2 separate regions of the Cricetulus griseus genome follow, and region 2 is linked to region 1. Evidence: chromatin contacts called from public Hi-C data. All regions are on one chromosome and are shown on one strand. The core of a region is the stretch at or near the end of the contact, and the rest is flanking DNA. Distances in the headings are between cores, read along the strand shown. Region 1 has its middle 10 kb from the start of Ccdc85c. Region 2 overlaps Ccdc85c (coiled-coil domain-containing protein 85C).

Region 1 (2,718 bases), core at 72-2,571:
TACCCCCATAGAAACTGTAACAATCCAGCCTTAGAAATGTCCTCCATGCCCAGCAGCAGGAAGTAGAGAAACTAGGACTCAGCTGGGTGTCTGGGGGTCTATGACAGTTCTCCCCCACCATACGTTTGCTCCCATGTTAAAAAATAGGCAAGGGCAGGCAGAGAGTGCAGCTCAGAGCAAGCCTCAGCTGGACTTGGAGAACCAGAGACTCCCTCTCCTGCCCAGGGGAAGGGCTGACATCTGCTGGGGCTTTGGGAAGACACAGTGTGCTCGCAACCCCACAATCCCATCCTGGGAGACTGAGGGAGAGCTGGTGGAGATGGTGGACAGCCAGAAAGGCCACCGTCTCTGGGGAAGCACCGTCCTGGAGTTGCTCCTGCAGTAGAGTGGGCACACTAAGAAGGGACCTGTGGCAGGGAGGCATCTGCTCTCTCAACCAGAGTGCAGAGAGAAGTGCACCCTCAGCCGTGTCTGCAGGTAACCACCCAGCCGATGTCCCCTCTGCTTACCACCCCACCAAGACTCTGAGACCCTAACAGCTTCTGCAGGAACCTGGCCTGTACTGCTTGTGGAGCTTAGTCCAGCTCTACCTCCCTCTACCACACAGCAGCAGCTCACAGAGCTGGTCCCCATCCCTCACTCCCTCACCCCACCTTAGGAACACCCTGGCCACAGAAGATGGTGCTGAAATAGCACACACCTCGCCCAGCTGACTGGGGTGCCCTGGGGGTGGGAGAGAGGGAGACAAGGGCTGGTAGCTGGCGACCCAGCCAGGCACAGTGAGTCTTGACACTAGGTCCAGTTGACAAATGCTGCTAAGACTCAAGGTCTAGATCCGTGATTTAAGCAGAGCTGTCAGATGTGAGGATACACATTAGCAGGGAGTTGAGTGACCAGGTCCCCTATGTGGATCACTGGGTCAGAAATAGGCGTGTTTAGGGCAGGCTTGGCTGAGATGGGCAAGTTCAGGTATCAGGGTGATAAAGTTTTGATTCTCCACACCATGGCTCTGTGTCTCATCCTCATCATAGGCCATAACTCCATAATTGGCAAGCCCCCAAGGTCTTGACTGCTCCCCCCTCCCCCACTGCTGGGCAACAAGGGCATTCTCAAGGCTGGACTTGGTCGAGTGCAGCTCAGCTTTCTGGTTGGGTTGTTCCCCTGGGATAAATTCCCAGAAGTGAGATTCCCCAGTGGAAGGACGGCTGTCTTCCCACTGCTCACTGGAATCCCTCAGAGTCCCCCTGTCCTGGGATGAGGCTCCAGCCTCCAGGAGCAGCAGCTAATCCTGCCCGGCACTTCCGGAGGAAGATGACAGATCTGGCCCTTTCCTGTAAGAGCTAATTAGCGGCCCAGTGAGTCTACGGCTGTCAGAGCGATGAGCGCCCAGGTGACTCAATGTCATTTTTCTGGAGCCCGCCTGGATTGCTCAGCCATCCGGTGATGAATTTTTCTTCATGGAGGTCGCAGAAAGCAGGAAGGCAGTCCTGCAGCTCCCCAGGGAAGCAGGGCTGGCTGTCAGCAGCTTCGGGGAGGGCAGGAAGGAGCTGAAGGCCCAGCGGCAGATAATCCCTCTGTCCTTTTAGACAACAAAGGGCTGCAGTCTCCCCACCCCCACCCCTGCCCCTCTGACCGGCTGGACCAGAATGGCAGGCAGAGGGTTGGGGAGGCCCAGACTTAAAGGGAGTCCTTCCCACCCAACTCCTCACCCTGGCTCAGGATCCCGGCTAGATCCCAGGGCTGAGAAGCACGGTGGGGAAAGAGTGTATGCAGGCCTCTCCCGGAGGCAACCCCTTCTTCCAGTCTCCGGAACCATTTTTGGATGCTCACTACTTAGGGAGGGTTCCCCACAGAGGGAGCACTGGGGGAAGGAAGACAGGGCAGGGAAGGACTCTGGCCTCCAGGTCCCCAAAGGAAGGGGGTGGAGTCTCATTATTCCTGGTCCCTGGACAGCTGCCTGGTTGTGAGACTGATTGGTTCCCTTTACCTGTGAGGAGGAGACAGCAGGGCCTGAGGTAGATGGTCACCCTCCAGGACCATCTACAGAGTGCCATGAGTGTGTGTGCCCCTGAAAGCAGGAACAGGTGAACCCTGAAAGGCTAACGTTTGAACCAGGCCCAGCATGCACTTGATTCTAAAGGCAAACCCAGTGCCTGCCTTTGCAGAGAGGAAGTTTCCTGTTCCTGGGGATGAAGGGCAAAGGCAGGAAGGGCTGGCTGCTGAGGGGCTGCCTGTAGGCACAGTGTCCACTCTCATCTATGGATTAATGTCCCCTTCTATTGGAGGAAAAGGAGACACAGGCTCTCAGAGCTTGCCTGGAGAGCTGAGGATGGCGGACTCCCCTTCCCTGGCCTCCTGAAGTTACACCACTTAACTAAGTGCCTGCTGTGTGCCATGTCCTCACTTCCTGTCCTGCCAACCATTACCTTCTGCCCCAAGCACAGACAGCTTCCATCCTTTTCCTTGCATAGAAGGGGATTTGACCACGGCCCACCCAAAGCTGCTCTTTCATCTGGAGGTGGCCCTCTTTGGTCTGGGGGCCGCTGGAACATCCATACTTGGGTGAAGTGTGGGCTTTATGTGGGCAGAGCCAATGCCGGCAGCCGTGAGCCGCACGGTAGCCTTCTGACTACCTCTCCAAGGAGTCTCAGCCACAATCCCAGTTAATTGGGGCACCCATCCAGGACCCTCGGACCACAGACATTCTCAGAGAGCTAT
Region 2 (2,700 bases), core at 88-2,587, 72 kb before region 1:
TCCAAGTCCTGCTCCTACCCCTTGCCCTTGGCCCTGTCTTCACCACCTCGATGGTGAATCAGCCACTGGCCACATGGTCAAAGGTAAGAGCAGAAGTCAGACCAGGTTGGGTCAGGAGGGGACCTAGCTGAATGTTGGCTAGAAGACCTGACCCAGCCTCCCTCCAGCTTCCCTCACTTCTGCTGGCCATCAGCAAGGTGAGGGCTTCTGCCTTGGGCTACAATTACGGGCCACCATGGGGCAGGAAGAAATCCCAAAGAAGTGCCCCGGGGCAAGTGGGAAGGGGGCACTCTGCAGCCAGAGCCCTAGACGGCTGTACCCTGGCACCTGGGGATCAGCCTGAAGACAGAGCTACTCCATCTGCAAGACATGGACCCTGAAGACTCCTCCCAACAATCACAGAAGCTGAGCCAAGAGGGCTGGTTCCCATCCAGCCCTGGCCATTCTACTAGGCCACCATACAAGCCTAGTAGGGGCCGTATGGCTGTCCTTATGCCCAGAGCCTTCCGTTGACAGCTTGCCCACCAAGCCCATTTCTCTCCGGTCACCCAGCATAGATGATCCCCAGGGCCTCACAGGCTGATCTGCTCCTGTTTGCACCAACCAGCATCAGCATGGGCATGGGAGCTCTGCCCCAAGGGGCTTGGGATCTATAAAAGCCAGGGTTGGGCCTGGTCCCTTTAACTGGCACTTGCTTCATGCCTTAGCCTGCTCTGAGCCTCAGTTTCCTCCCTTGGATAAGAAAAAGAAAGGGTCCTATGTGCCAGAAAGCATGCAAAACCCTGGAGACTGCCCAGTGGGCGTGTGTCTGGAAGTCCAGCCCAGACTGCCTGATTGGTGAGTAGGAAAACCGAATAGGGAAAGGGAATGAGTGGATCGGGGATGTATTAGCTGCAGGGCTGCCACCCAAGACAGCTGGACTAGAGCAGAGGTCGCACTTCCCCCACTGGCCAGCAGAGGGTGCCAGTCACCTCATCCTAGTGAGGGGTGTCTACACCCTTCCCGGTGGGTTCTGCCACCCTGTCCCAGGGAAGGCCCTATATCCCAGTTCACCCTGATGCCACCGGCCGAGTTCCTCATCTGTTTCCAACAGACTGCTCTGGGCCCCTCCAGGAAGCAGTCACCAAAGAAACGCAGGGGGCAGGTGGACAGATTGCTGTGCAGCCCAGCCCTCCTGGCTCAAATCACCCAAGCAGTGGATGTCGGGGAGAGCAGGACCCACCCGGGGCTCTGCAAAGGAAAATGGCCATTGCATTGCTCAACATTTAATGACTGATCAAGAGTGACTGATGCGTTGGGGTTAGCATCACGAGGGCCCTCTGAGGCCTCCCAATCACCAAGCACGTGCACTGGGCAGGTCCATCCCGAGTGACTAAATAAAACCGTCTCACAGATGAGGACAGTGAGCTTGCCGGAGTCAGCTGGTGTACATAAGTCTGAGCCTGGAACTCGGGTCTCTGCCACCCCACAGTTGGGACTGAAAGTGTAGGACAGTTTTTTCCAAGACGACTGTCCAAGCCTGACTGCTCCTACCAGGAACCTGGGATTACAAACCACCTCTCCCCTCGGCTGGCAGCAGGGAGGGGGAGGGGTACACCTACTCGCACACTTTTATCTGGGGACTTTGAATGCTTGACCTTGCTGTCCTGCTGAACCCTGTGCGCCTTAAGGAGACTGGCCCCAGTATGTAGGAGGCAGTGACCTGACAGTGCCACCACTGAGGGTCAGGGTGACCAGCCAGGCCCATAGCCTTCACCTCTGAGCCTTTACTCCATGCCTTCAGTGGCTTCAGTAGCTGCTATGGCTGGCGTCTACAAGGCATTGCACCCCCAAGGCCTGCCTGTCACTTCAGCGACCCCTGCCCTCTGCCCTTTGGCTTCCTATCCTAAACAGGCCATACGATTTGAAGGCCTTCAGTTCACAGCCCCCATGGAACAGAAATACCCACCGGTCCACAACCCCACACTGACCCCTGACCTCTAGGCCCATTTGGACACCAGTATGCCCTTGCCCCTGAGGCCCTGTAATCCCTTACAGCCCCAGAAGGCCCACTTCCTCCTCCCCGAAGCAGTGTGACAGCCCCTCTTGTGGGGTGAGACACAGGATCCCCCTCCCATGGCCTCCACCATGAAGCAATCCAGACCCTTCCTTCAGCCCACTAGCCTTCTGTCAGCACTGTTGGAGCCTGGGGCGTGTCCTGTAGGGGCTGGGCTGTGAGAAGTGGGTTGGCACCTGGCAGGCTGACCCATCACCACAGCCAGCCAGCGCTACACTTCACAGGCACAGCTGACTTGAAAGTCTCTTGTTCATGCCATTCAACGGGCTGTTCTCGATCTTTCTCCACCACGGGAATGGAGGAAAGCCGGAGGCGCCAGGCCCCGGGTGGCATCACTTAGTGCTCCAAGCCCTTCATCACAAAGCAATTAGGCATCATCTGGCCACGGGGCTCCTGGGTAAATATTTGGATTGTCTACAGTCTGTGGGCTTGGCTGCCTGCATAGTGTCAACAGGTGGAGAAGGCACCCAGGCTTCAGAAGAGAAACCGCAGAGGATGGCTGTCAGTGGTAGCACGAGCCCTCTTGTGCCATCGCCGTGACCCAAGACCACAGAGGGGCCAAGGTCAACCTTGCTGGTCATCACGGGGGAAGACAGAGCAGGAGCTGGACCCACACACTGCCTGGGAAGTCCCTCCAGATGCCC

The links. A called contact is a pair of places that touch in the nucleus more often than the background predicts.
Region 2: a Hi-C map of the CHO-K1 cell line shows a contact between it and region 1, with 5 times the contacts expected there. The contact joins two enhancer-like sites. A contact is called at or near these places in 4 of 8 Hi-C or Micro-C datasets (the CHL-YN cell line, the CHO-K1 cell line, fibroblasts and 1 more).

Annotation. Positions count from the first base shown.
Region 1 is chr5:186,486,599-186,489,316 of CriGri-PICRH-1.0, reverse strand. No RefSeq gene overlaps it. Among named protein-coding and RNA genes, the nearest start is that of Ccdc85c, 10 kb to the left of the region's middle. Within about 2 kb of position 1,321, at least 3 of the 6 cell types and tissues checked have open chromatin away from gene starts, as enhancers often do. A contact at or near this core is called in the CHO-K1 cell line, where this site is marked.
Region 2 is chr5:186,558,843-186,561,542 of CriGri-PICRH-1.0, reverse strand. The region is part of intron 4 of Ccdc85c (coiled-coil domain-containing protein 85C); the gene reads right to left. Among named protein-coding and RNA genes, the nearest start is that of Ccnk, 31 kb to the left of the region's middle. Within about 2 kb of position 1,337, at least 1 of the 6 cell types and tissues checked has open chromatin away from gene starts, as enhancers often do. A contact at or near this core is called in the CHO-K1 cell line, where this site is marked.